2 separate regions of the Mus musculus genome follow, and region 2 is linked to region 1. A link is a contact called in public Hi-C data. All regions are on one chromosome and are shown on one strand. The core of a region is the stretch at or near the end of the contact, and the rest is flanking DNA. Distances in the headings are between cores, read along the strand shown.

Region 1 (5,199 bases), core at 1,352-3,851:
TTATGACAGAATAGTCAAAGAGAAGAAAGGAGTCAGGCAGGGGTGACCCAATAGGGAGTGTTCTTTTTCTCTGGACTTATTTCCAAAATATATCTCTTCTAGAGATATAATTAAGATCTATGGAACACTATGTAATACTGCAACCATTTGTTCATTCATTTGCTTTTATAAAGTGTCGCTATGTAACAGGCTGGCTCCATGCTCGTTATGTAGCCTTGAACTTTAGAGATCATCAGCCCAAGTTCTGAGATTTTAGAAAGTTTAAGTCAAAATGCCTAGCACAATTTCTTAATTTAAAATGGTGAAATCTCAGAAAATTCATAGGACTTATACGCATACGTCCACATCTATGCACATCTTTATATGAAGTGTTTTCTCTCTATGGAAGGTCTAAGAAAACAGCACAGCAGGGACACCCACTTACAACAGAGCGCAGGACACCTGTGTGCAACTTCTCAAAGACGGCTGCACAAGCCAGAGACCAGGGACGCCGGGGCTTTACAGTGCAGGTATAAAACGTGCCTGTGCACACGTGTGCGCAACATTTATAGGCAGGAGAGAAGGAAGAAAGGACTAAGAAGGGAAAGAGAGAAAGCAGAAGGGCAGCCAGGGGAAGGGAAGTAAAACTGTCCTTACCTAATATCCTCAAGGTTGAGAGGAAGAAATCCCTTCCTGAGCCTGGAAAGACTTGTGCAGACACTGGGCAGAGGACGCGAGAATACAGTGAATTTAGAAGCAACCAGAACCGGGAGCAAGACTCACAGTCCTTATTCCCATGAAGCTATGGCGCACAACGGCACCTGCTTCCTCTAGGAAATCAGTTCAAATTGTCCCTTCCTTCCGAAGGCACATGGAAGGTGGCAGTACACACAAGCCATGTCATTAGGTACTTTAAACTTGTAACAATTCAAGGGATTAAAACACCTCCAAAGGTTGAGTTAAAATTCCTCTTTAGTGAATTCAGGTCATTCTAATTTGAATAAGGACTGCTGATAGACACTCCGGAGTCTTGCTTTCTGGCTACCACTGTGCTTTTCTTTAGAGAAATGCCTGCTGCCAAGAAATACAAATGTCATTTCCTTCACTGAATTGAAGTGAAATGCAATATTTGGTTGCCCTATTCAGAGCTTACCTGCCTATTCAGTTACATCTGAAATGTGACATGTTTTTGGCATTCATTCAATAAATCACAAATGCCTCTGAGAGAACAGCAGCAATGGACCAATGGCTGAGAGCATAACCAGGGCAGTGGAGCACGCCTATGTTCCCCGTGCTGAGGAGGCCGACACAGCAGTCACCTGAGCCAGGAGTCTGAGGCCAGGCTGGGTAACATAAAGAGATCACATCATTAAACAACAGAGAGAGAGAGAGAGAGAGAGAGAGAGAGAGAGAGAAAGCAAGCCGGGCGTGGTGGCGCACACCTTTAATCCCAGCACTTGGGAGGCAGAGGCAGGCGGATTTCTGAGCGAGACCAGCCTGGTCTACAAAGTGAGTTCCAGGACAGCCAGAGCGACACAGGGGAACCCTGTCTCAAAAAACCAACCAAATAAATAACCACAAAGAGATAGTCAGATGAACCAAGAGCTACTTTATTTAGTACAGTGTTAACCGCTGTAATGGAGAATCATCACACCTCGGCACTGCCTCACGCCACAGACCTGTTAGTAGAATGCTAATAGAAGCTTTTATCATCCTCACCCCACTCCAGTCTCCATGCCCCAGCCAGATCAACAGTTTATCCTAAGGTTATACTCTAATTAAATTCACTCTATAGAAAGGGACATTTGGCTAGAATATGATTTGTCATTTCCAAGGTTGAAAATAACATCAAGTAGATTGAATGATAAAGAATTAAGGCAATTATCTTGGTTTACTCCTGGTCCTAGAATATAGTTCTATCAATAGGCTTATGAGCAAGGCACCTCAGCTCTAAACCTTCCATTATGTTGAATCTCCACCCTAGGGAGGCCACGGATGTGCTGACTGGTACATGCTGTCACACTGTGTGCATCACGGAACTGACAGGTGTGTATATACAGTCACACAAAAGAAACTGCTATTACATAGAGTAAGAGCACCATAGAAGTAGGAGCAGGTGGAGCCAGTCCACAATTTAAATCCTTACAGGTATTTAATAAAAGGATAAATAAAATCCAAGGAAGGGATGATAGGGGAAGAATGCAGGCTGACTCAACTTTAGAACATCCTGTGGTTGAACACTGGCGGCCTGGGAAATACTCTTTGCATTACCCACTGAGTGCTTTCTGCAGAAATACACAAGCCAGACCCAGAAGCAGCAGGATGACGCATCAAACCCAGGAAATTACAGTGTGATCTGATTTTATCATTTGCCCAAGTGAGCTCTGAGACAATGGGCCTGCTAGTCTCTCATTTTATTGGAGACTCTCTGCTGTGTTATCAGATTTTCACAATAAGATGAACAAAGCACACGGCTCTCACAGCCTGATGCACGTCTCCTTTGGTCATTACCACTTTGTAAGGCTGGGATTTAAGAAAGTCCTAAACAAAAGGAATGTAAGAGTGAATGCAGTGTGAGGAGCACACAAGGCCCCGCCCCTAGCCGAGGAGCTTATGCACAATGGCTGCTGGGGAGGGGTGTGGCCACATCCAGTAGAAATCCCCACACTCACCTGCAAACATCAGCAATTAAATTAAAGTCAGTGGGAAATACAGCAAGAAGAACAGGCCTCAAACCAGGAGGTGCCTCGATGGAGGAAGGGCTTGAGGCTGGGGCACACTATTGCTCTGTCTTATCTGTCATACATTAGATACACGCATGAAATTGTCAAGCACCAATAAATGAGCATGAATAAAGAGAGAGAGAGAGCTGCTTTTGGTTGTTCTGCACAGTGTGCTTACCGCGGAAGATGCTCATTTTCTTCTGAAGTAACACAAGAACAAGTGCAATGGATGCACAGTCATGAACTAGGAAGGAGAATCAACTCAGGGGCCAGAGATACCGCAAACCTCGGCTTTGATGCCAGCCCACTTTGTTTTCAGTGCTGAGAATCAGATGGAGGGCCAGCATAGTAGTCAAGTGCTCGACTTCAGAGACATACCTCAACTTTCAGTATTATTTTAATGTTTTTTAGTGAACTATTCATAACTCTGTATACATCAACCTTATTTAAAGATAGATTTGTATCTCTGAAAAAATCTTTTATTTCTTCTCCATTATAGTTTAGCTCTGTGAAATGAGGTTAAATTAGATGACCTCGAGGAGACTAAGACTCTATACAAAAGCCCTGCCTTGTGAGGTCCACAGATGCTCAGATTACTCTTCTCCCCATATCACATGGACCACCCTCAATCCACAGTGATGGTAAAGCTGTCTCCTCGCACTGTGGCTGCTCCCGCTGCCTACAATCCCGTGACAATCATGTAACTCTGGTGTGCGATAGCTCTGCTGTCCCACAGGGATTCATGGACATGGGTTTTATGGAAATTCTGTTTCAGAACATTTCATATTTCAAGCTGTGGTGGGAATAAAGAATAAGCGAAGTTTGTATAACTTTGCTTCCTTGTTCAGGGTGGACTGGCAAGGCAGAAATGAAAACTGTTTATAAAAAATGACCGTTTTGGTTGAGGTGGGATGTTTAAAGGTTTCCTCTCTTCTAAGTCTCAAACTGGAACTCAACACTTTTCTTTCCCTTTTTTCCCCCTTGTCTGTCTGTCTGTCTGTCTGTCTGATTATTTGGGACAGGATTTCTCTGTAGCCCTGGCTGGTCTGGAACTCACTTTGTAGATCCTGCCAGCCTCAGACTCAGAGATCCACCTCCCAGGGCCTGGGAGTGAAAGTGTGCACAACCATGCCGGGTTTGGAACTCAACTCTTAAGCCCCGGTGTTTCAGGGAGGGAGAGTCTGATGGGAGGCTCAGCTCACCAACGAACTCACAGCACCATCAGACAGTGTGGAGGGGGTCTTCTGCTCTCATGCCCTGCGAGGAGCAAATAAATCTAATAATTTTATGTAAATCTAATCATTACAGAAAAAAAATAGAAGTAAAAAATAAGTGGGCTCAGAGCTGGTGTTACATTGCTCACTTGACCAGTTATTTAATGATTTATGGTGTTCCCAGTTTTTTTTATTATGTAAACAAAACTACAGTTAATTTTCTTGAGTTATGCATCTATTTCTTTATAGGGCAAATTCCTTTTAAAACTTAACAATTTCAGTGTTTAGCCGGTGGTGTGTTTGGGGCAGAGGAACAGTTACCTCCACGAGAAGAGAACTATGCATTGCTGAGTCTTTACCATTACACTCCTTACTCACACAGTCACAGGCAAGGCTGAACTACTTCACACACTATTAGCTACTGGCCTTTCTTTAGAATTGCCTCCCCCATTGCAATGCTTATATCCCTATGATCGACAGTTTACAACTATTTCTTAATATTATTAATGAAAAACCAATACTATAATTAAGTAGTTCCTCATTTTTTTCTTATTATTTGACCTAGCTGTAAGTCATTTTGCTACATTTGAATTTATAATTCCTAGGACAAACCTAGTTCTTACTAAGGTTATCTTTGACATTCACATTATGTTAAAAAAGACAAAGATTCTAGATTCTAGAAACTCTGTCCTTGTTGCATGTCTACATCCTGGATGATTTCACTGTTAAATCTAAGCCTTTGGTCCCGTGTAACCCACGCTGGAAGATCCAAGATTGCCTTCCAAGACCCGCCCACTACCCACCTCCTAAACCACACCCCGTCCACAGGCATCACCCCCCCCCCCCCCCAGGCACCACCACCCTGTCCGCAGGCACCAGCCTCCAGTTTCCTTGTTGCCTTAGTTACAGACCCAGGCCTTCAAGATTATCACATTCTCTTTTTAGCTGCTGGGGTCTGGGTGACAGCTGTACAACATGGACCACGGAGAAAAGCTTACCACTTGTAACCAGAGGAGAGGGTCACCACTGTGCTACAGCTACCAGACATTATATTTTGTCCATTTTTATTTTTGTGCTAAAAACTGCAAATGGGTACTGGTTGAAAAAGAGTAAAAATCATTACATAATAAAAAAATGTACCAGGTAAGAGCATTTGAAGTAAGGGTGAAGTAGTTATTCAGGATGTTCTAAGTAATTAGGTCACTCAAAATATGCATGAAATGCTGGGCTGTTTCCAGGACAACAAAATGCCAAGTTTCAGGCTATTTCCTGCTATAATTAAC
Region 2 (5,199 bases), core at 1,477-3,976, 310 kb before region 1:
CAGAATATCTGGTAGGTGATGGCACCATTCTCTGGGGCGAGGACCACACAAAAAGAAGAACGTAGGCTAGACAGCCATCTCCACCTTTCTCTGTTTCTTGGATGGATTCAATGTGACTAGCTGGGTTACACTTCCACCACCATGCCTTCTTCTCCATGATGGGACTTTCATCCCAGCCAGCCTAGCCTAGTGAGAGTTCCTGTGTCAACAAACGAGATAGCCAGCACCTGAAGGCTGAGATCTGACCTCCACATGCATGCCCGCTTCTGCACATTCTCTCACACATGCACACACATGCACACACATGCACACACAGAGAATCTCCATGGAATGGGGAAAATGGTTAGTACCTGAGTGTGCACCTGTCATGGGGAAGGACAGAAGGAATGTATTCGCTTGCTGTTTTCAAATGCCATGACTGGTATTGTTGTGTCAAGTTGGTTTGCATAGGGATTCAAGTCACATAAGATCATGTATAGTGAGGCAAGCTGAATGAGTAAGAGAAGGCTGAAGAGGAAGAGGCTTTACTCAGAGAGAGGTAGTGCTGCCTGGCTGTGAGATGCATGTCTACAGCCAAAGCTCCAATGTCTATCACAGTGTGTGTGACACACTCTCTAAAAAGTCCTAAGGCGACAAGTCATGCAGCACTGACTACTTTAGTGAGAAACTCTGGTTCTGCGTCTCAGGCAGGATTTTCTCACTAATATTTAAAGTCTCGTTTCTTCCAATGCTGGCCTCTGTTCTGACCAAGTCTGAAAGATTCATTTAAAATTGGGAGGGTTTTAGGACTGGAAAGATGGCTCAGCAGTTAGGAACACATACTTTTCTTCTAGAGGAGATGGGTTTGACTCCTAACGCCCGATGGCAGCTTAGAAACATCTGTAACTCCTGTCCCTGGGGATTTAATGTCCCCTTCCAGCCCCCCTGGGCACTCCATGCACTTAATACATAAGCATAGATGAAACATAGTGAAACACCTATACACACAAACTGTTAAAACAAATATTACTAAATTAGGAGGGCTTCAATTGACAGTGTTAAAATGGCCCAAGCAAACAGCTAGTCTTTGACTTTAGAATCCATTTTAGCCAGAAATCTTGCTGGTGCTTCTTTCTTCTGACTTCCATGGAAGTGGTTGTCTAGAATATCTTAAGATATCTCAGAAAAAGCTGATGACATTGCCAAAAATTAATGCTTTTAGCCAGGTATGGAATTGTCACAGAATTTTCCCTGTCCAGTTACATTAGGGCAAGAGGAGGCCTGTGATTGGACAGGGAAAAGGGAGACAGTGCTAAGAGTTGCAGGACAGAGAGCATCTCAGAGGGGAAAAGAGGAAGGCCAAGATGGAGGAGGACATGAACCAGTGTGGCTTTAACCAGCCACAGGTGATTATGGTATCATAAAGTTAGAATCATTGTGATAAAGCTTTTATCATTATCAATTGGTTCTGAAATTATTGTATTGGAATCTTGTAAATTGAGAATTTATTGATACATAAATCTGATTGGTTAATTTTAAGCTTCAAGAGTTTTGTTTCTACCGCATAGATAGGTGTTGTGGTGGCTGACCGTGGGGTGGATGGTCGTTGCATGGCAACGAGAGAAACTTGGGAACTCCGGCCCCGCTGGAGAGTTGGCAGATAGAGACAGAGCCAGTGGGACCACAGTGGGGCTGAGAGTTGCCGGCACATATGCCGGGAATGTGCCAGTTCTTTTTAAGTATTTCCCACAACATGAAGTTGCACCCAAGGGCTACATAGTGGGACTCTCATGTGCTGTTCCTCAATACAAGCACATCCATACACGTGCACATACATCCCTCAAGTGTGCACATGCATGCACACAAAGCTAATATAAAAGATTTTGATCTTAGAGATTTGAAAAGCCAAGAGTGAGGCCTACCATTTTTCATGATATATATCCCAGGTGATCAAGGAAATCTGAGTTCATAAGACCCTTTATTTTCCTTATTAATCCCGCTGTTTCATTTTTGCTTTAATTTCAGACCCTAGAATAGGGTTGCATTTTTAAGGCAAACGCTTTGGTTCTCACCCCTCTGGAACTGAACAGCAAGTGTGTGGTCTGGGCAGCTGAAGGCTCAGGACGGAAGCCAGAAAGATAGATCCGATCTCATTGCCTGACGCTCTACCAAGGAAGATGCCTTAATTAGGAGGTCTGGGAGAGACTGAGATAAAATACGAGTGGTATGACATTGTTCCTTCAGAGGAAAAAAAGGGAGGAGCAGGGAACACATTTAGTCAAAGACAAACACAAGGGATGACACAAGCCTGAAGGAATCATGCCAGAGAGGTGACATCCCAGGACCCAAAGAGGCTCCTGGAAAATGCTAACAGCAAAAACAAGAGCTTTTAAGAAGCCAGGCGGGATCAAAGCAATGCAGACAGAAAGGCCAGGGGCAGGTGATGTAATGTCTAGAGATGACAGGGTGGCAGCCCCCCGCTCATTTCCTGTTTTTCTCCAACAGAGACATCCAGGGCTCCCTGAGATGAAACTTTGCAGAATAAGCAAGCTTAGAAAAGTGTGTCACCCAAAGATTGTACGGGGGTGTGGGAAAGGACAGAGCCCCTGGAAGGGAGTGCAAAGCTTAAAATCAGATTAATTATGTGTGGCAGAACGCCTGAATCGACACTTGAGTTGTAACCTGCTATTGGTTGTCTTCAGAGCCTAAGAACAAAGAGGCAACACATGGCCCAAGGCAAGCAACCCTGTTTTCACTGTGCTTGTGTCTCCACATTAGCCAATCACAATGTGGATGTTCTCCAAAACCTCTGGTGAGAGAGCAAATTAGATAATGAGACGGAACTCAGAAAAAAAGAATGGTGATGTCTCCAAGCCAGCAGGGGCTGGTGGGAACATGGAGTCAAAGCCTGTGCCGTTCTGTAGGTGGGCTGAGTGAGATATGGAGTTTGGGGATGTCAGGTCCTGAAACAGGATGTGCCTTGCAAGCCACATCAGGAAGCTTGCATGTTCAGGAGCTCAACCGTGTAGACTCACCTTGGTAGCCTCTTTTGTTTCCTGTCCCTCTTTGTCAGCCACTCAGATTCATACCATTTTTATTGTGATTATTTTTTTCCAAGTGTGTATTCTATAGAGCCAGTTGCCATGGTGACGAGATTCTACCTGACTTCAGACTGAAAGATGCAGGCTACTGTCCTGACTCCTTGCTTTGTATAAAGCAATCTCTTCCTGGTTTCTCCTGTTTTGAGTCCACCTCCTCAGACAACATTGCAGTGGGATTAGCCGGTCTGTTCTGCATCTCAGTCACTTTTCTCAGGTTAGTTCTTACTTAATCATCAAGCCGCACCCCAGTGAATGAGCTCTCAGCAATGGTCTTCATAATATCCTCTATAGAATATGGAGACCATGAGTCAGCGATAAATTGCTGAGATCAATGGTTCTCAAGTTAGGGGTCACAACCCCTTTTGGGGGCAAAGAACCCTTTCACAGGGGTCACCTAAGGCCATCAGAAAACATAGATATTTACAGTATGATTCTTAGCAGTAGCAAAGTTATACTTATGAAGTAGCCACAAAAATAATTTTATGGTTGGAGGTCACCTCAACAGGAGGAACTGTGCTAAAGGGTTGCAGTATCAGCAAGATTCAGAATAACTGGCTAAGGTGAACACATAGTTGCTTAGGCCATCATACCCACGACTGCTGTTTATGGACAGACCTCTCCAGGAGGCTATTCGAAAAACAACGCTATCCTGGTCAATAAAATTTGTTATTACATTTATTGTTGTTGTGGTAGTGGTGGTTGTTTTATGTGTGGTTTACCTATGTGTGTGGCATAGGCATGCCACAGAGCATGTGTGGCAGTGAGGACTCAGTTCTCTCTACCATGTGGCTGCCATGTGGATATATGTGCCTTTGCTTGCTGAACCATTTGCTTGATCAATACTTATTGGCAATTGAGACATGACATAGAAGGCAGAATGTTCCCCTTGGCACGATCATAAAGCATCTGAATGAGAATAAATATGTAAAAAGACAAAACTGAGAGGCAAAAAATGGAGATAGCCAAGAGGAACACTGAATAAAAACCAAGGGAAAACCTAGTTATGAGGTAATAAATATCAACTGTATATCCAAAGCACTGGTGAGCACTGAGCACAATAACAAGAGCTATTGTGAAAATGGCGTCAGTACTGCGCTGGCACCATCGTGGTTTCATTACTACAATTCTGAAGTATAATTTGAGGTGGGGCAAGGTAAACCTACAACGTTGCCCTTTCTGCTTAGGGTCACTTTGGTGTGTGTGTGTGTGTGCGCATTTCAGATGGGTATGAGGGATTTTTTTCTAGCTCTCTAAAGAATGTTATTGAAATTTTGATGGAGATTGTGTCAACTCTATGTAGCTTTTGGCATATAGTCATTTTCACAATGTTAATTCTTCCGGTTCATAAGCACGGGAGGGAGGTATTTCTTCCTGATTCTTCTGTTTCCTCCTCAGTTATTTATATTCAGTCTAGAAGTCTTTCACCTCAGTCATTTAAAGATTCAATCTAGAGGTCTTTTCACTTCCTTAGGTTTATTTCTGGGTATCTTATTATTCTTGAAGATACTATGAATATTTTCCCCTGATTTCTTTTTCAGCAAATTACTTTTTGTGTGGAGAAAAGTTACTGATTTTGTAAGTTACTTCTGTATCCTGCTACTTTCCTGAAAGTGTTCATCAGGCCTATCAGTTTCCTGGAGTCTTTAGTGTCTCCTAAGTGTAAGACCATGACGTCTTCTAAACATTTTCTCTGTTTGTATGTCTTTCATTTCTGTCTCTTGCCACAGCACTCTAGCTAAGGCCTCATTGCTTATATTGAACAAGAATGGACAGATCAGAAATGTTTGAGTACCTGTGGCAGTTAGAGTATGCTTGGCCCGAGGAAAGTGGCGCTATTAGAAAGTGTGGCCTTGTTGGTGTAGGTGTGGCCTTGGAGGAAGTACATCACTGTTGGGGTGGGCTTTGAGGTTCTATGCTCAAGCTCCGCCCAGTAGAGAAGAGAGGCCCTCCTTCTGCTGCCTGCAGGTCCAGATGTAGAACTCTTGGCACCTCTCACCTGCCTGCACACTGCCATGATTCTCACCATGATGATAATGGCGTATGTACCCTGTGGTAGTCTTTGAAACTGTAAGCCAGATCCAATTAAATTTTTGCTTTTGTAAGAGTTGCCTTAGTAATA

What was found. Hi-C and Micro-C count contacts between places; a contact is called where the count stands out from the background.
Region 2: a Hi-C map of muscle stem cells shows a contact between it and region 1, with 2.0 times the contacts expected there. The contact joins two enhancer-like sites. A contact is called at or near these places in 9 of 39 promoter capture datasets (the 3T3-L1 cell line, 3T3-L1-derived adipocytes, the C10 cell line and 5 more), 2 of 15 datasets of contacts at CTCF or cohesin (large pre-B cells and pro-B cells), 4 of 484 Hi-C or Micro-C datasets (the HPC-7 cell line, muscle stem cells, myocytes and 1 more) and 2 of 115 datasets of contacts at active chromatin or transcription factors (T-cell acute lymphoblastic leukemia and astrocytes).

The regions. Positions count from the first base shown.
Region 1 is chr13:99,382,148-99,387,346 of GRCm38.p6, reverse strand. The region is part of intron 4 of Mrps27 (mitochondrial ribosomal protein S27); the gene reads right to left. Among named protein-coding and RNA genes, the nearest start is that of 6430562O15Rik, 28 kb to the left of the region's middle. Within about 2 kb of position 2,601, at least 63 of the 459 cell types and tissues checked have an H3K27ac peak or open chromatin away from gene starts, as enhancers often do. A contact at or near this core is called in muscle stem cells, where this site is marked.
Region 2 is chr13:99,693,993-99,699,191 of GRCm38.p6, reverse strand. No RefSeq gene overlaps it. Among named protein-coding and RNA genes, the nearest start is that of Gm24471, 4.1 kb to the right of the region's middle. Within about 2 kb of position 2,726, at least 13 of the 459 cell types and tissues checked have an H3K27ac peak or open chromatin away from gene starts, as enhancers often do. A contact at or near this core is called in muscle stem cells, where this site is marked.